Regions from separate parts of the Gossypium hirsutum genome. Here region 2 is linked to region 1. The links are chromatin contacts, called in public Hi-C maps. All regions are on one chromosome and are shown on one strand. The core of a region is the stretch at or near the end of the contact, and the rest is flanking DNA. Distances in the headings are between cores, read along the strand shown.

Region 1 (3,539 bases), core at 892-3,391:
GAGGAGGCTTTTGCTCAACCGTGAAGTGCCCCTCGATAAGATTGCCAACCTTTTATCCCGTGCACCGCAGCTGATTGAATTTGGCACTGGCACCTATGCAGCTGAGCTACGGTCAGACGTGTACTCGAACTTGGCTGAAGCTTTTTGTAATTGCAAGGAATTAAAGTGCTTGTCCGGGTTTTGGGATGCAGTCCCAGCTTACCTTCCAGTTATTTACTCTGTATGCTCTAGATTAACATCATTGAACTTAAGCTACGCTCCCATACAAAATCCCGATCTTACCAAGCTTGTAAGCCAATGTCCGAGTTTGCAACGCATGTTGGTAAGTCCATTACGGTATCATTATGCATTTGAATTTATACCTATAGAAAAAAGATTAGGACTGGCGTGAGATAAGACCGTATTGTAAACATTAAAACATTATGTGGCCTATGGGTCCGATTCAAACCGTGCTGGGAACATGTTCTGATAATTGAATTTTATCTTGCTTTTATTTCTGTTATTTTTCTTAAGCTAGGTTGGTTGTGCTCACAGGTACTTGATTACATCGAAGATAGTGGACTTGAAGTGCTCGCATCTAGTTGCAAGGACTTACAGGAATTGCGGGTGTTTCCATCTGATCCATTTGGGGAAGAGCCAAATGTATCCTTGACAGAAAAGGGCCTTGTCGCCGTTTCATCGGGTTGTCCTAAGCTACAGTCGGTTTTGTACTTTTGCCGTCAAATGTCTAATGCAGCTTTAGTCACCATTGCTCAGAACTGTCCAAACTTCACTCGTTTTCGTCTTTGTCTTCTTGATCCAAAAATAGCCGACTACCGGACCCTTCAGCCACTTGATGTAGGTTTTGGAGCCATTGTTGAGCACTGCAAGGATCTGAGACGCCTTTCCCTCTCTGGTCTCCTCACAGATCGTGTATTTGAATATATCGGGATGCATGCGAAAAAGCTAGAGATGCTGTCTGTGGCTTTTGCAGGAGAAAGCGATTTGGCACTTCATCATGTGCTTTCTGGGTGTGAAAGTCTCCGGAAACTGGAGATTATGAACTGCCCCTTCGGGGACAAGGCTCTATTAGCGAACGCTGCAAAGCTGGAGACAATGCGATCCCTTTGGATGTCTTCTTGCTCTGTGAGTCTCGGAGCATGTAAGATGCTAGGTCAAAAGATGCCCAGGTTGAATATCGAAGTTATGGACGAGAAGGGACCTCCAGATTCAAGAGCAGAAAGTGACCCGGTCGATAAGCTCTACATATATAGATCTGTTGCCGGGCCGAGGTTCGATATGCCTCCATTTGTTTGGACGATGGACGAAGATTTTGCATCAGAGCTCTCTTGAGAATTAGGCAACATGTTAGTAAAAACTCTTTTAATCTCAAGAATCAATGCATCAGGTACATGCTCCTTTATGTTACTCATTATTCCCTTAGCTTAATCTAATTGCAGACCTTATTGAAGGGTGTAAAATGGTTTTGAGCTCCATCGCCTTTCGTTTTAGTAGTGGCTGGCGGAGCCATCGGAAACACAATGATCAATAAAGAGATGGAAACTCCAGTTGTGGATTAATCAAGAGTTTTTATTTTATTTTATTTGTTTCTTCCCCATAGTTGCCATGCGTAATGTTGGATGTTTATGCCATTTGTATTATCTTTTTGGGGGTAGTAAATCTTAATTATTATCTGTTCTCTCAATGCTCAAATTATGTTTTGGTCCCTTGACTAACCTCATTGACTCTGTATCAAAGCTTTAGGTTCTTAAGTATTTTCGACCCTTAAAAAATGATGTATTCATTAACCTTCAATATTTTTGTTAGAATTTCGTTGATATTTTCATTTAAAATTTAATTATTGTCTGATATTTTTTATTTTGGTAAAATTAAAATAGTTATATATATTTTAATAATATTCGAATTAAATAATATTATTTCTTATTCAACATATGGCGATGTAGTATATGCATATTGGATAAATATTATATTTAAATCATCAAATTATTTGATTGAATTAGAGACAAGTGAAAATACAGCAAAAACAAAAAGATTTAGAAGGATTAATTTTAATTAAAGTAAATACATATTAGAGGGGCTGTATGTAGAATTGGGCCAATTAGAGGAAGAGATGATGATGATGGGGGCACACACACACGTTGGGGGGTAATTTATGAAGGGATGGGGGGATCATGCTTCATCATTAATGTTCTCTCTGTTACTTATGATTGTTGCCGCTGACTGCTGATTTCATCTCTTTCAAAATTCTCTCTGCTCATCACCATCACCATTATTAATAAGCAGAGGTTCAAATTCTTTGAGGTTACAGTGCCTCCAGGATATGGGCGTCAGTGCTTATAATGATGGGCTCACAGTTCTGTTAAAAGTGAAACCACCCCCCCTTTATTATTAAAATAATAAAGATCAAAGTTGGTGGTGTCATTACAGGCTTGTATATTTCTGCAACATACTACTGCTATTGCTGATAACAATAATGATGCTTTTATCATCACTTTTTGTTGCCTGCCCTCTTTTTATTGGTTTATATATTAAAAATTATTATTACGTTTTTGAGTAGGGACGTGTCATATCCAAATAAATTCCTATTCTTTGTTTTTTTATTTTATTCATTAGTATTTCCAAAAAAAATATACGTAAGAAGAAAGTATAAAAAAATATAATAGTTTAAAGGTTTAAACTACTGATGGTGGACAATACTGAATTTGAGTAGAGTAAAGAAATATCGAATGAATCTCAAGGTACCTAGAACTAATGCCTTTAGTGTCTCCAACCTATAGCAACTACTACTGTCGGATTGATGAGATTATACCATGCAACTGTTGGATGTTTGTAGGAGATCTAATCCAATTCTTTACATATCAACTATTAATTTCTCCTGCTATAATGATAAAAGATTTATATTCACATAAAATTTTAGTTGAAATCAAATTTTGAATTCGATCCGTGATAATTTTAGTTGAAATCGAATTTCGAATTCGTTCTGGGATACCCTCATCCAAAAAAAAATAAAAAACTATTTTTCCAGATTTTATGTCTAAATCCTCAAAAAATTGTAATTTCAATTATTTTTTTTATTTTTTTAATTTCCTGCACAATCTATCAGCTTACAAAGTCAAACAAGGGCACACAGCGATATACAATGATATATTTTTCGAATTTTCAGCTTTCAAGTATTTATATATAAAGTTCTACAAATCAAAATAACATGTACAAAAGCTAAACTCTACAAGTAAAAAACCAACCTGGTATATACCCTAAAGCTTTGGCTTAAGGAAGAACAACTACAGAAGGGAAAAACATTTTCTAGTAACAAAAAAGCTAACCCAAGTTTACCACAAAGGTTTTCAATGCTTTACCTTTGCGAAACGGCCTTTAATTCTTGTCCTGCTTTCAGCTCGAGCTTTTCTTGATTCATACCTTACGTGCTTATCATATCTGTAATGTTTTCACATAAACAGTGTTTTGCTCAACCAAACACATTCATCATATGTAAGGTTTTTATGTGTATGTAACATTTCTTTATGAAATACAATAAAAAT
Region 2 (3,311 bases), core at 5-2,504, 520 kb after region 1:
TTTGAGGCCTGTGAAAATGATTGACTATCAGCATTTAGAGATGGGCACGTTGAGTAGTCGAAACAATAAATTATGTATCATCCATTTTTCACTCAGGTGCATAAACAAAATAATAGATAAAAAAAAGAGAGCCAGGTTTATGCTTAAACATTACTCTTCCTGTTTTGCACTCAATATGTTAGTACAAAAGAATAGATTTGATATCCTCACAAGAATACAAATCTTCAGTAATCCTTACTACAAAACGACATCAGTAATTGTATCCAGCAATTATACTTGTAACTATAAGAGAAGGGCAACAACAAATTAACCTGGTTACTTGCAGCCTCTTCTGCCTGTTGAACAAAGGCTGTACCCTCAATAGTAACATGCTGCAAAAGAAAAAAAAAAACTCAGAAAGAGTCAGTAAAGCTGTGAAGTAACATGAAAAGACGGTCATTTAGCTTGCAGAACAAGTAAACAGAAATTCATACCTGCTTGAATACATTAGCAACAAGATCCAGGCCTTGAGATATTTTATTATAAACCCTGTACGTCCTAGAAAGATCATCCACCTACAGAGCATAAAGTAAGCCAAGTAATTTCCTGATCTACACAGTTACCGAAATAAACAGCGAGAAGAGTAAACATTTCTTGCAAAGAGACAAGGTTGAGCAAATTTTACCTTATCATCTCTAAACAAAACCTTGATCCCTGAATCCTCCTTTTCAAGTAGCTGGTTAACGTATACAACCAACAACTCGTGTTGCACTTTCTACACAAAGGATAAACAGCTATAATTAGAATGCTCTCGGAATTATAGAGCTGTATTCATAGAAACTGTACGTTAACTTGCCTCACATTATTGCGCCTAAAGACAATTCACACAACTTCTATTCTACTATCTTACTGACAACTTTCACACATCAAACAAAATTCATGTATTTCACCTCTTACTTGATCAATTGATAACTCCAAAATATAGTTATTTTAAGATCTATTTACTTTCAAATTCATTCAAGTTCGGGGTGTCTAATAACAAATTCTACAGTAATTTTTTAATTTCTATTTATTGTTCAATTTATTTGAAATAATTCATTTTTGTTAATTTATATGCTAAAATTGATTTTCAGTCCTAAAAGTGCCTAATAAACTCAGAAGAGGAAAGGGATTGAAATGCACACTTTGATGCCTAACGCTGCAACGTCTATGTAGCAAAGGACCTACACGATGTGGACTGATATATTACCATCCTTGGATGCCCCAATTATAATAATTGGACTTTAGAATTCCTCTTGACCCAACTCTTGACCCAGCTCCTAAGTGGGTCAACAAAACTGGATAACCCAACAAGATCGAAAGAGCCCAAATCGTCCATTCGGAAGGAATGAGCCCAAACTGTCCATGAAAACTTGGTAATCAACCAATTCAACCACCAATCAACCATGAGGGAATCAAGCAACTCTTCCCTTGAATCAAGCATAAATCAATTAACATCCTTCCCAAAACAGCATGATCGTCCACCCACCTTCGGCCACCTCTAGAGAGAAAATCAAGGGATTTGGGGCTAAAAATAGCTAGGGGATGTTGGAGCGTTTCTAGTATAAATAAGAAGTCTTTCATCAATCACTCAATCATCCACCATTCATCATCTTTTCTCCTATTTTTCACTCCACTTAAGTAAGTTTGAGCGTTTGATCGAATCGAATGAAAAAAATTCGAGTTAATTGAGTTGATAAATCTTATTTTATCATCCTAACTCGATTTGAATTTTTTTTAATCAAGTTGAGTGAGATGAAATTCAAATCAAATCGAATCGAATATATTTGTTCGAAAATTAAAAAATAACTTTGGGTTCTTGTAGCTACTTTCACCTACCATAATCAAATTTGCCTACCGTAATCAAATTTGTTATTAGCTTTCACCCACTCATAATTTATTTATTAATATTTTATATACAGGTTAACTTTTTTGCTTACTTAGTTGCTTCAATTATTTTCTGATTCTGGTTATCATGTATTTGAAAATTAAAAAATATATTAAATATAAAAAACGTGTTTTTTTAATAAAATTTATTTAAAAATAAAATATGAAATTGATACAAAAAAAAATTAACTGAATATTTTATGTCATCATCAATAATTCAATTTTTTACAGAAATTGATAAAAATTTAGCATGATTAAACAATTCAATAATATAAATAGTAAAAAAATGTGAAATTTAATTCAATAATATAAGTAATAGACATAAATTTGAAAAAAAATTGGGGTTTAGGAGGAAGTAAAAGTTTTGAGGAAAAGCAAAAGGGGAAAAAGTTTTGGGAGGTTAAGAGGAGTAAAAAATTTAAGAGTTTGAGGGAAGTAAAATTTTTGAGACGAAAGTATTGGAGAAAGTAAAAGGAAAATGGTTTTTGGCGTTTGGGGATGTAAAATTTTGGGGGGAAAGTAAAAAGGTGTGACTTTTGAGATGGGGTTTGAGGGGAAAAGGAAGTAAAATATTTGATATTTAGTTTATTCGAATTATTCGGGTTACTCGAATTTAAAAATTTAACTCGAAATTTGAAAAATAAATTCGAATTAATCTGATTAATTCGATTCAAATGATTCAAAATTCGAACTTTTTTTCGATTTTTTTGAGTCAAATCGAATTTTGCTCACCCTCACACTTAAAAGAGCATTGAAAGATTTTAAGAGCAGTCAATTTTCATCAATATTGAGAATTTGAGCTTAGTAGTCACGACAAGAAGAGAAGAAAGGAGGAGCAAAGTGAGATGTGCCATAGAAATCCACTGGAATCAGCTTAGTAATTATTCTCGTTCCCTTTAATCTTTTATTTTTTGTTCAATTCAAGAAATATGATTGCAACTTAAGTTTTCTGCTTTTAATGTAATCACGATTGCTTAATTTTTTTAGTGTTAAAATGATTTCAATTCCTTAGCTTAAATTATTTACTCTGTTGAAAATGTTCTGTGCATTTGATTAATTTACTCATTCAAATAAAATTATGAACATGTTTCTCATGCATTATGACTATAGGGAAGCAGTTGAATTATTTATTTAATCTAAACAAGATTGTAATTAATTGACACAATATTTGAATGGTGCATGTTTGTTCATTTAATGATTGAGTTAGTAACAATATTAGACAATATTGTTACCTTGCATAATTCCTTTATGATGTGTACTTATGAAATTGTAAAGTTGATTAAATATAAAAATATGCTAGAGAAACTAAGTATAATATTATAACTTTAGCAATTAGGATTAGTAAATTATTAATTTTGCCATGGAATCTCTGTAATATCATTTAACATTGTCTTAATAATTCTAAG

What was found. A called contact is a pair of places that touch in the nucleus more often than the background predicts.
Region 2: a contact with region 1 is called in a Hi-C map of leaf, with 5 times the contacts expected there. The contact joins two enhancer-like sites. A contact is called at or near these places in 6 of 34 Hi-C or Micro-C datasets (hypocotyl, leaf and petal).

Annotation. Positions count from the first base shown.
Region 1 is chrA08:93,153,015-93,156,553 of Gossypium_hirsutum_v2.1, forward strand. It overlaps LOC107947922 (protein TRANSPORT INHIBITOR RESPONSE 1), which reads left to right. Exons shown (of 3, transcript XM_016882423.2): 2 at 1-322; 3 at 535-1,817. The coding sequence ends at 1,332. LOC107947935 (zinc finger protein CONSTANS-LIKE 13) reads right to left here. Exons shown (of 5, transcript XM_016882437.2): 4 at 3,357-3,435; 5 at 2,018-2,356. The coding sequence ends at 2,303. Among protein-coding and RNA genes, the nearest start is that of LOC107947922, 3.3 kb to the left of the region's middle. Within about 2 kb of position 2,142, at least 3 of the 9 cell types and tissues checked have an H3K27ac peak or open chromatin away from gene starts, as enhancers often do. A contact at or near this core is called in hypocotyl and leaf, where this site is marked.
Region 2 is chrA08:93,673,282-93,676,592 of Gossypium_hirsutum_v2.1, forward strand. It overlaps the pseudogene LOC107940489. Among protein-coding and RNA genes, the nearest start is that of LOC121205267, 52 kb to the left of the region's middle. Within about 2 kb of position 1,255, at least 3 of the 9 cell types and tissues checked have an H3K27ac peak or open chromatin away from gene starts, as enhancers often do. A contact at or near this core is called in hypocotyl and leaf, where this site is marked.